Regions from separate parts of the Mus musculus genome. Here all the other regions are linked to region 1. Evidence: chromatin contacts called from public HiChIP or PLAC-seq and promoter capture Hi-C data. All regions are on one chromosome and are shown on one strand. The core of a region is the stretch at or near the end of the contact, and the rest is flanking DNA. Distances in the headings are between cores, read along the strand shown. Region 1 holds the start of Ptgr1 (prostaglandin reductase 1). Region 2 overlaps Pakap (paralemmin A kinase anchor protein). Region 3 holds the start of D630039A03Rik (RIKEN cDNA D630039A03 gene).

Region 1 (3,406 bases), core at 556-3,055:
CTGATATAGTGCACTCATATGAAGTCATTTAATTTTTTTCTTTTAATGATCCTTTCTCCAAATATATTTATAGCCTGAGCTAGGATGGGATGGAATGAATGGGGGCAGAATTCAGTCCTTACCAGAGAAATTGCGTAAAATGTGGATTTTTAGATTGTGGGGTATAACCTAGCAATCAAAAGACATTCTATACTTGATGCCTATGGAGATAAAGGTGTTAGAATAATGGAGTTCTTCATACAAGGGTGCATTATAGATTGTAGTCATGGAGCAGAACACCAGAAGAAGCAACTCCAGCCTTGAGGAATTAGTGGTTGTATACCTCAGTTAGGGAATAATACGATACAATAGAATAAACAAATAATAAACTATATCTGTCTATTTGGAAGATGTCTGTGACATTAAATCAGACTTCCCTCACCCCTTCCAAAAAACCTCGAGGCTGGGGACACAGCTCAGTGGCAGAGTACAGACTGGACATCTGTGAGGCCTGGGGTTCAACCAAATGAACACATAAGTAAACAAAGAAATAGAAGGACTCCAATTTGGTTAAAAACCAGAAAAGTCCTTTCTATGTATTCCTGAATGACCAGAGCAAAGGAATGAAAAGCAGTCAGTGACAGTAAAAACCGTGGATTCAAAGAAGACGAAAAGAAGACGGAGACTAAAGAAGGGGTGATGGCGACTAAAGAGTTAAAACATTTTTGCACTATGGCATGGCTTAGGAAGTTAGCCTGAGTCTTGGTGACCCATCAATGAACAAGTCGCTGAGATCTGGCACCCATTCTCCCACAGGCTGGTCCTAAGGTGAGACACAAAGATGGAAAATAAGAGGGACAGGAAGGGAGAGAAGCTGATCGCTCAAAAACCTGGGTAGGTTCCCTATGGGGATCAGAAACTCCAAGATAAAAGGTCAAGGTCGCCTAAGGAGAAGGTGGTGGTGGTGGGGGGGGGGGGGGTTCTGAGCCCATCACCTCAAGCAAGATTGTTCAACGAATGTTTGTGACTTAAGAGTTTTTTTGTTTTTTTGTTTTTGTTTTTTTTTTTTAATGAACTGGGTGCTCTCTCTGCCGTGAGCCTGAGCAACGGTCCTCAGGAAGCCTCCCTAACGTTTCCTTTACAGAAGGGCGGTCTTTAGGACAGAGTAAACCAGCTTGCACCCCACCCCCTTCCATAGTTAAGCTTAGGTGCAAATTATATTCTTTGAGCGCTGTGACTTAGGCATTGCCCGGGAGCATAGATTTCTAAATGTTCTGCTTACATCCTTACATCGAAAGCAAGTGTTTTCCCTCACCATTAATAAACTAGCTGTCTTTGGGACTTAACCTGAACGGGATTCTTGATCTGGGGACACCAGGCTGCTGGAAGCAAGCAATGCAGACTCCATCTCCCCACTGCCACAACTACATTTTATTTCACCTTATTCTTTACGAAATATATTTTTAGATGCCATGACTGCACACCTTCTTTGTTAAGGTTTCAGAGAACCTAGCACCGGCCTCACGACAGGAAGTAGTCAGCAGCAGCAGCTGGCTTAACTAATGCTGGCCAGAGGTGGTAGGATTTTTCCTGAATTAACTGTGTAGTAGTTTCTTGTTTTCTTTGCTTCTGATGCAAACATAAATTGTGAACTTAAGCAAAAAAGAAAAAAAATATTTAAACACACACACACACCCCTCCCAATGTCCCTTCCCTGCTGTGTGTGGGCAGAAGCTCCAAAGCTTCCAGAAGTTGCCCCTCCCTGGAGAAGCCCCGCCCTCACCGACCGCCCAGTATAAGTCAAGTCCTGGGCGCTTTGCGAAGCATTCAGAGCGGTCTCCCGGGAAGGAGTTTCTGTGAGCTTGTGTAAGTAGACTCTACACTACTCTATTTGAGCCCTCTCTTTTCTCTCTTCCCTCCTCCAACCCCTTCTTTCTCCCCGCCGAGCATCTAGAGCCTGGTTGAGCAAGTGAGCACGGCAGGCACCCCCAATCCACCCCACCGGTACTCGGCGACTCCTGGGTTCTGCACTTAGGAAGTTAGGGAGGCCGGGGTCGTCTCGCGGTCCTGCACGCCCTTGAAGAGATTGAGACCCGCACTAGGAATAGGGCAAAGTCTGGCTGCCTGTTCCGTTGTGGGTGCATGGAGCGCGACTGCCAGCACCCAGGAAGGCCTGGGCAACAGAGTTTGCAGGATTGCCAAACTGATTCAAAAGAGAAGACAGGGGTGGGGATTTGCGCATGCGCAGTGAAAGCTACACTTGCAAGTCAGGCCATGTACGGAGAGGACCCTTTGCAAGGGGGACCTACTAGACCTGTGGCGACTTCAGAAGGACCAGGCGCTGCCTTTTTGGAAAAAGAGACGGAATTATGTATTCTTAAAACACAAGGGAAACCCGCCTGTGAAATAGATGTCTCCGCGTGTGAAAGTGCTTATCACACAAGTCCCATGACTTGAGTTCGATCCCTGAAACCACGGGTGGAAGGCGGGAACCCACTCCTGAAGTCGCTTTAGGCTCTCGGTGACACGCAAGCGCCCTCACCCACACACCTGCATCATGTACACACGAACTAGTAATAACAGTAAACTAGATTAAACCTGAGCGAGCATGCCTGTTATATCTTGGCATGTAGAAGCAAGAGGATGGAAGGTTCCAAGATAGCTTCTGCTATAGTGAGTTCAAGGCCAGCCTTGGCTACACAGACGGGCGCTGTAATCAGAAAAACAAGTTGAGCTGGGCAGTGGTGGCACATCCTTTAGTCCCAGCACTTGGGAGGCAGAGGCAGGCGGATTTCTGAGTTCGAGGCCAGCTTGGTCTACAGAGTGAATTCCAGGACAGCCAAGGCTATACAGAAAAACTCTGTCTCAGAAAAACTAAACCAAACCAAAACAAAAATCTAAGAAAAAGAAAAACAAGTTGAACTCATGAATATGGGGTGAAATGATAGTTATTAGAGGCTGAAAAGGGCTAAAAGTATTTGTGAAAGGGTACAGAAACATGAGTGTGGCTCTTTAAACAATAATGATATATAATAATAATAATAATAGTTCAAACCAAGCAGATTATTTCTCATGAAAATAGAAGCTAAAGAAGGCGATGGGTATGTTAGGCACTCTACATTGCAGACACTGTGTCCTATCAAGGTAAGTTTAAATTTGTCAATTAAAAAAAAATCTTACTTTGCAGGGCAGGTGACATGGAGGCTGGAGAGATGACTCAGACGTTAAGATCACTTGTATAGGGTTCGGTTCCGATTACCAGGCCACATAATGGTTCTCATGAAGCTCGGATTGTAAGATCACTAAGGCCAGCCTGGGTTTCGAGAACCCACGTTGCAAACAGCTACAAGCCAATAGGAAGGAAGGGTAGGGCTTTGGATTGGCTCTCCACCCTATGTCCAGGGTGAACTAACTGGTTAGCCTTGAT
Region 2 (3,406 bases), core at 324-2,823, 1.3 Mb after region 1:
GCTGCGGGGTCTCCACATAAGAGAACCCCATCCTCTGATGAGGAAGGCGGCTTTAACGGTTGTGACATAGCACTTAGCAGAGCTATAAAATCCCAGTTATGGAATGTTGGACGCTATGTCTCAGTTAGGGTTTCTGCTGCTGTGATAAAACTCCAGGACAAAAAAAAAAAAAAAAAACAGCTCGGGGAAGAAAGGGTTTACTTTAGTTTACACTTCCAGTTGCTAGTACACTGTTGAGGGAAGTCAGGGCAGGAGCTCAAGCAGGGTAAGGCTGGATTCAGGAACTCAAGCAGAAGCCATGGAAGACCACTGTTTACTGGCTTGCTTCTTTCTCATGCATGGCTCACTCAGCCTGCCTTCTTATAGCACCCAGGACCACCAGCCATGATTCCACATTGATCTGGCCCCTCCTACATTATTCATCAAGCAAGAAATGCATATGGGAGAGAACCCACAGGCCAGCCTGATCAGGGCATTTCTTAATTGAGGGTCCTTCTTCCAAAATGTCAGCTTGTGTCAAGTTGACATGAAACGAGGCAGGACATGCTTTAGCTACCCAAACAAGGACAGGACAGAATTTCACAATCTTGATGCCTAGAGTAAGATCTTACGGGAGGAGAAAAATCACCGAGGCACAGATGTGTTTAGGAGTCCTGGCAGCCAATGAAGAGTGAAGGCGCAAGTGGGAATGAGAATCTCAGAAGGGGTGAACTACATCCAGCTTTCAGAACAGGAACAGGAAGTGACGGGGTGGGGGTGGGGTTAAGGGAAGGAGGTTGATCCTGAAAGGCAAGTCGTGGCGGTGGGAGCTGCAGAGAGCTCAGCAGTTAAGAGTGAGGATTCAAGTTCAGATCCAAGCACCCAAGTTAGAAGGCTCACAAACACTTGGAACTCCAGCTTCAAAGAATCCCACACCCTTTCTTGGCCTCTGTTGGCTCCTGCGCACACATGTCCACAAGCACTCACACAGACACATATATACATACATGTAAACTTTAAAAAAAAATTAAAAGAAGTGATTGGATCGACTATGTTCTAGAAAGACTGTGCGGAACCAAATGTGGTATGAGCCATAGTGGAAAACAAATAGTTTTATTTGCTGTCGTTATAATGGCATTGGTGACTTCCTAACCAAATGCTGTGCGCTACAGTGGCCCACAGGCTGGGGGGGTGGGGGGGGGGCAGAAGAGATTAAGCATCATTCAACTGTGAGACTGTGCCTAAAAATGAATGGGGTTGCCCAGTGTCTAGAATTTGTGTGTGTTCAGCAAGACCTTGGCTTTCTCCCTTCTCAGCCCACCTCCCTGTCAGACTAGTTCCTACAGCAGCTGGGCTGCCCGAGACCCACAGGGCTCCTCTTCCTGAGAAAGGGGAGGAAATTCGACAGCAGGTAGTCCTTCCTCCACTGGAGATCTAAGGTTAAGTGTGAGTCAAGGAACATCAAGCCTGTAACTTAAAAATCTCCCAAGGACTGAAATTGTCTCTACTCCACAAGTTCTCACTACAGGGACAATAAGCACCCGCTAAGATGCTTCTCAACGCCCTCATCCGGCCAGAGCAGGAAACACCTGGAGGAACAGTCTGCAAACACAGGCTTGTCTTCCAGTGATCCCAGGCACCCGACAATGAACCCTGGGAGGGCTATAGACACATCTCAGCCCAGCACTGCTGGCCTCTTTGGAGCCTCTCTGACATTTCTTTGTCAGTCTACCCCCTCACAGATACAACAGAAACATTCTATCTTTAAAATGCCAGTGAGAAGGTCCTATGGCGCTTTTTGCTGCGGCTTAGGGTTTTGAGGTAGAAGCAGCTTCGCCCTGGCTCAGGCTCATGTGTGCCCCCTAGTGGCTGGATCATGTAAAGGCTCAGGGATGGACTGGGTTTCAGTGAGGATGGCTGGTCTGCATCCTAGGCGGTCTCTTAAGTCAGCTGAGCTGACCACTATCTTACCATATTTATTATGGTGTTTTGAAACAGCTATTATGACGAAAATGCTATTCTGAGAAAGGTTTGGATTTCTGGAACTTTCAGTCCACATGTAAGATTAAGATTTCCCTTACATCAGGAACTCCCCAATGGAAACTTCCAGATGCAAAATGATTCATGTGTAGGGATCAAAGCCAGAGAATGGCACTCCTTAAGCCAAATTAGAGTTTTTGTAACACGTGAGTTCAGAGCCAAAGAAAAACAATGCCGTTTAAGATTTCTCCTGTACTGTGCAAGACATGTAGCTCAGTGGCAGAAACACTTCCCCTTTGTTTGCGAGAGCCCCACTTCCATTCCAGAACTGGAAAAATCAAAACAAAATGATTTAGCGACAGATTTAAGCTTTTAAGCAAAACCTTCTGACAGAGAGACAACCTGATAGACCATTTGAAATTCAAGAACTGGAAAGCGAGACATAGACTGAAAAGTCTTTTATTTATTTATTTTTAAAAATTTCAGACTGAAAAAACTTTTCCAGGAATGCTTGAATTTCAGTTTTGGTTTTGCAGAGTCTCGTGTAGGCTGGTGTGGCCTTGCATTCACAATGTTCTGAGGGGGCCTTGACCTTCCGATGCTCTTGTGTCCACAGACCTAGTGCTGGTATTGTAGGCATCACCACTACTCCTGACTTCTAGGTTTCAGATTTTGGGATACTTGAGCATGGGTAATGGGAGTCCTTGGAGATGGGATGGAAATCTTAGTTACATTCTACATAGGCTTCATTCACATAGCCTGACGCTAATTTTATACACTCAATATTTTAAATCATTTTGCCTATGAAACAAAGGCTCTTGGTGTGGAATTCTCCAACTGTGGTATTATAACACATGAAGCAGTTTCCAGCTTTGGAGCATTTCAGAGTTGGGATCTGGAGGATTAAGAATGCTAAAGCTATAGGGCATAGTGTGCTGAAACTGAACACACTGGTCACGCTTGAGACAGACAGACAGACAGACACACACAGACACACAGACACACACACACACACACACACACACGGGACGGGACGGGGGGAATCTGTGCAGCCTGCTTGTTTTAGGCAGAGGTGTATTAGCTGGGTTCTATTAAATAAGCGGGGTTAGGAGTTCCACTAAGTTAACGTTAAAATTTTTTTGAGGTTTATTTACTTGTAAAATTATATGTGTATAGGTGTTTTGCCTGCATGTATGTCTGTGTGCCACATTCAAGCAGTACTCTCAGAGGCCAACTGAGGATATAGGATTCCCTGGAACTGAAGTTGTACACTGTAAGTCATCATGTGAATTCTAGAAATCTAAGCCATGTTTTTTGGAAGAGCAGCCAGTGCTTATAGCTGCTAAGTCATCGCTCCAGCCCCTAATCTGACATTTAAAAATAGCTCTCTGTCCTTTCCAGACTGAAACACTGGCCAAATACCCACACCTCAGTTTCTCCATCTGTG
Region 3 (3,406 bases), core at 630-3,129, 1.1 Mb after region 1:
GGTATGCTAATGGGAAACTAACAGAAGGAAAGGCAGGCATGGCATGTACCCATAATCCTAGCACTCACAGTGGGCACGGGAGTCCGATACAGGAGGATAGATAACATTGAGTTCCAGACCAGTTTGGGCTACAAAGTGAAACTGTCTAAAAAGTAAAAGAATTTAAAATTTTTTTAAATTAAAAAAAAAAAGACAAAGAAAATAAGGAAGAAAGGAACTAAGGGAAAGAGGGAAGGAGGGGAGAAGGAGGGAGGGAAGGAGGGAGGGAGAGTGGGAGGGAAGGGAGATGCCTCAGTTGGTTAAGTGCTTGTGTGCAAGCAAGAGGAGCTGAGTGCAGCTCTCCAGCTCAGCATAAAGGCAAGGCCAGGTGACATGAGTCTATAAGGCCAACACTGGGAACATACCCACCTGTAGGTCCTTGGAGCACATTGGCCAGACAGCCTCACCAAACTGGTGCATTTCAAGATCAGCAGAAGACCACCTCAGAATCATGATGCCCACACCTGTGCCATCAACCTTTGACTTCCATGCACACATGCATACACACACATGGGCATGTGTATCCGTACAAATGTGTACATATAACTCCTGAAAGGAAGGGAGGGAGCGAGGGAGGAAGGCAGAGATCAATCTAGGATCACTTCTTGATTCTATATATTCCTAACAATAAAATCTTCCCAATAACAAATTATCTTTTTCAAAACGAATGGCATTTTCAAGTGAGATTTCCCCACAAAGCACCCTGCACCATCTGGCTCCCTCCTGCTGCCAGAAAGATCAAAGACACCCCAACTATAACATCTAAAACTAGTCCCCTGTTGCTCCTCCCCGGTCATCTCTCCCTTCCTTCCTGTTTCCCTGAATGGTACTGTCATGGTCTACCCAACAAAAGCTAAATCTTACCAGCTCAGTTCCAGTTCTCTTGCTGCCATCTTAAATCTGGAGCCTGCAATGTGCCCTACTAGGAAGTAGGTTTATTGCCAATTTAATTAGTTAAATTAAGATGAGGTTATCAGGCTAAGCACTAATCCAGTGACTGGTGTCCTTATAAAAGGGGAAAATTTCAACATGAGAACATTACAACGAGACAAAGGTGAAGTGATTCCTTCATAAAAATGAAGGCCACCAGGCTGCAAAAGCAAGCCAGCAGGAGCTAGTCAAGGTTTATAGAACACTCTCCCACAGGATCGGACTCTGATCACACGTGATCTTGGATTTATAGTCTCTGAAACAAATAGAACAATGTCTGATGTTTAAACCACCCAGTTTGTGAGACTTTGTGATGGCAGCCCCAGTGAACTACCTTGACTACTCTTTGAAGATTTACCCTCCTCCATCCCCTACCCATTGCTCTGCAAGAGTGGCCAGTGGTAAGGATTGCCTTAGGAGAAAGAATCGCACTTACTTGAGTAAGCAGAGCAGAGCAGGGATAGATCACGGCTAGTGTAAGAAGAGGCAGTGTCTGCCATTCGCAGAAATGATAGGGCTGGCAAAAAGGGGGTGAGGGTGCACGTAGCTGTGGGCAAAATAAACACCCACTTGTTACTTAGTTGGAAAAAGCCAAGACCACAAAGGCTGCTCAAATGTCAAAGAGGTGGGGTTGGCGGGAAGCCAGGGCTACCCTGGACTCTGTCTCTATGGCAGACTTTATGCCGGAGTTTTTATCTGAGAGGTGTGCTGGGGGCTGCCTTCAAACCTTAGGGTGACCTTGTACACATCGGAGCCCCAGCTTTTGAAGTTGCAGAAGCTGTTTCTTTTTTTTTGTGGTGGTTGCTCATTAAGCCAGCAGGTTTTGATGACCTGCTAAGTCAAGTTCAAAATCTGTGAACTGAGCAGGCACCTGGCACTCCTCAGACCAGCTCGGCTCTGCCAGGAAACTGGAATCTCACGGTGGCCCTCGGAACGGCTTTCTAAGCTTGACCATCACTCAAGGAAGCCGTCTGGAATAAAAGCTCCCTGGACTGAGAAAGAGCGCAGCAGCTGAGCTGGATCCCTCGCTCGCTCAACTCCTACCTGTGGCTCTTCAACCCTCCCCACCTTCTCCTCCTGCCCACCCCACTCTCTGCTCTTAACCGCTCCTCACTCCATTCTCTCCTTGTCTTTCCGCTGCCCCCTTTTCAGCCCCTCTCCGAATCCTCCTCTTTAGTTAAGAACTAACTGTTCCCCACTCTTCCTCTCCCCACCTCCCCGATCTTGTCCCTTCCGTTTCTCCTTCTCTCTCCCCCCGTATCTTGCCAGCTTCTCTCCTTGCTCCCTGTTCTTCTTCTCTTTCTTTCACGCTACCGTCTACACTTCTTTTCTCCTCCCCTCCCCCTGCCTCAGCCCTCAGTGTTTGCTCTTCTCCCGGATGCGGATGAAAGGGTTGGCCTGCCCGTGCCCTGCTCTACCCAAGTTCTTGGAACTGGGGACCTGCTTAATGGCTGAGGGTTCCAGGACTCAGGCGCCAGGTCAAGGGCCTCCTGTAAACATCCAGTTTCTTCGTGCCCAGTATGAAGGTCTGAGGAAACAGCAGAGGACCCAGGCCCACCTAATGGTGTTCCCTAAAGGTAGGGCTGGGCGTGTGTTGCAGAGGGGGGAACTTCTGTGGGTGGAACCGGGGGGACTGAAAGTCCACGGAGAGGAAGAAAAAAGCTGTTTGCTGACCCAGTCAGCACCGAGCCACGGAAGCTTGATCAGGGTGGCTGTGCCCAGCCTGTTTCTTAGCCAAAGGAACAGAGGCCTCTCTGCCAAGCATTTGGCCAACGGCCACTGTTCCTGGTCTCCGTGTCTATTTTCCCCTAATTCTGATCTGGCTTGACTGGTTGGTCAGGTGAGCAGTCTTGGCACCCTCCTACTAGGCTAAGTAGGATGATGGAGAGTCAGCCTCCTGACTGGATCCACAGGCAAAACAGAGAGAATGGCTTTGCAGAAGAAAGATGGGGAGTCCCAATTTTAGAGCAACTGGCTGAGTCAGGATTCAGGGCTCAAGCAGGCAAAGAGTTCTACATTCTACAGTGATAGGTATCACACCTTAGCACAGAGCGGTTCTGCACAGGCTTGGGACAAAGCCTGAGTTTACCTTCCCCCATGCCCCCTCCAGACTAAACCAAACCAAAGCCGGTGGAAAGATAAAAGATGGGGGGCTGTGGTTAAGATCACAGCGTTGCTCTTGCAGAGAGGATCTGGGGTCCATTCCAGCACCTACATGGTGGCTTGCAACCCTCTCGCTCCAGTTCCAATCCTTTTCTGAACTCCACAGGCACCAGGCATGCATGTGGTGCACATATGTACATGCAGGCAAAAACATTTCTACGTGCAAAAATAAAATTAATCTTGAAAGCCTCTTTTAAAAGGAAGGGGAAACAAGTGTAAAACTTGTCTGTGCTCCTGAATATTCTCATTTGCTTGAAGGAGGACCCTATGCTAA

Evidence for each region. Promoter capture Hi-C pulls out the DNA fragments that hold promoters and counts their contacts. HiChIP or PLAC-seq counts read pairs in DNA pulled down with a chosen protein or histone mark.
Region 2: a promoter capture Hi-C map of embryonic stem cells shows a contact between it and region 1, with 2.3 times the contacts expected there. The contact joins the enhancer-like site here to the promoter of Ptgr1 in region 1. A contact is called at or near these places in 2 of 39 promoter capture datasets (embryonic stem cells and pre-B cells) and 1 of 115 datasets of contacts at active chromatin or transcription factors (large pre-B cells).
Region 3: an SMC1A HiChIP or PLAC-seq map of large pre-B cells shows a contact between it and region 1, with 7 times the contacts expected there. The contact joins the promoter of D630039A03Rik here to the promoter of Ptgr1 in region 1. A contact is called at or near these places in 6 of 39 promoter capture datasets (3T3-L1-derived adipocytes, the HPC-7 cell line, frontonasal cranial neural crest and 3 more), 1 of 15 datasets of contacts at CTCF or cohesin (large pre-B cells), 2 of 484 Hi-C or Micro-C datasets (B cells and pro-B cells) and 1 of 115 datasets of contacts at active chromatin or transcription factors (large pre-B cells).

The regions. Positions count from the first base shown.
Region 1 is chr4:58,985,477-58,988,882 of GRCm38.p6, reverse strand. Ptgr1 (prostaglandin reductase 1) reads left to right here and starts at 1,805. Exons shown (of 10, transcript NM_025968.3): 1 at 1,805-1,845.
Region 2 is chr4:57,671,893-57,675,298 of GRCm38.p6, reverse strand. The region is part of intron 4 of Pakap (paralemmin A kinase anchor protein); the gene reads right to left. Among named protein-coding and RNA genes, the nearest start is that of Gm52699, 51 kb to the right of the region's middle. Within about 2 kb of position 1,573, at least 107 of the 459 cell types and tissues checked have an H3K27ac peak or open chromatin away from gene starts, as enhancers often do. A contact at or near this core is called in embryonic stem cells and pre-B cells, where this site is marked.
Region 3 is chr4:57,914,737-57,918,142 of GRCm38.p6, reverse strand. D630039A03Rik (RIKEN cDNA D630039A03 gene) reads left to right here and starts at 1,879. Exons shown (of 2, transcript NM_178727.2): 1 at 1,879-2,546. The coding sequence starts at 2,348. Gm42293 (a long non-coding RNA gene) reads right to left here and starts at 1,635. Exons shown (of 5, transcript XR_881308.3): 1 at 1,406-1,635; 2 at 409-588; 3 at 69-145.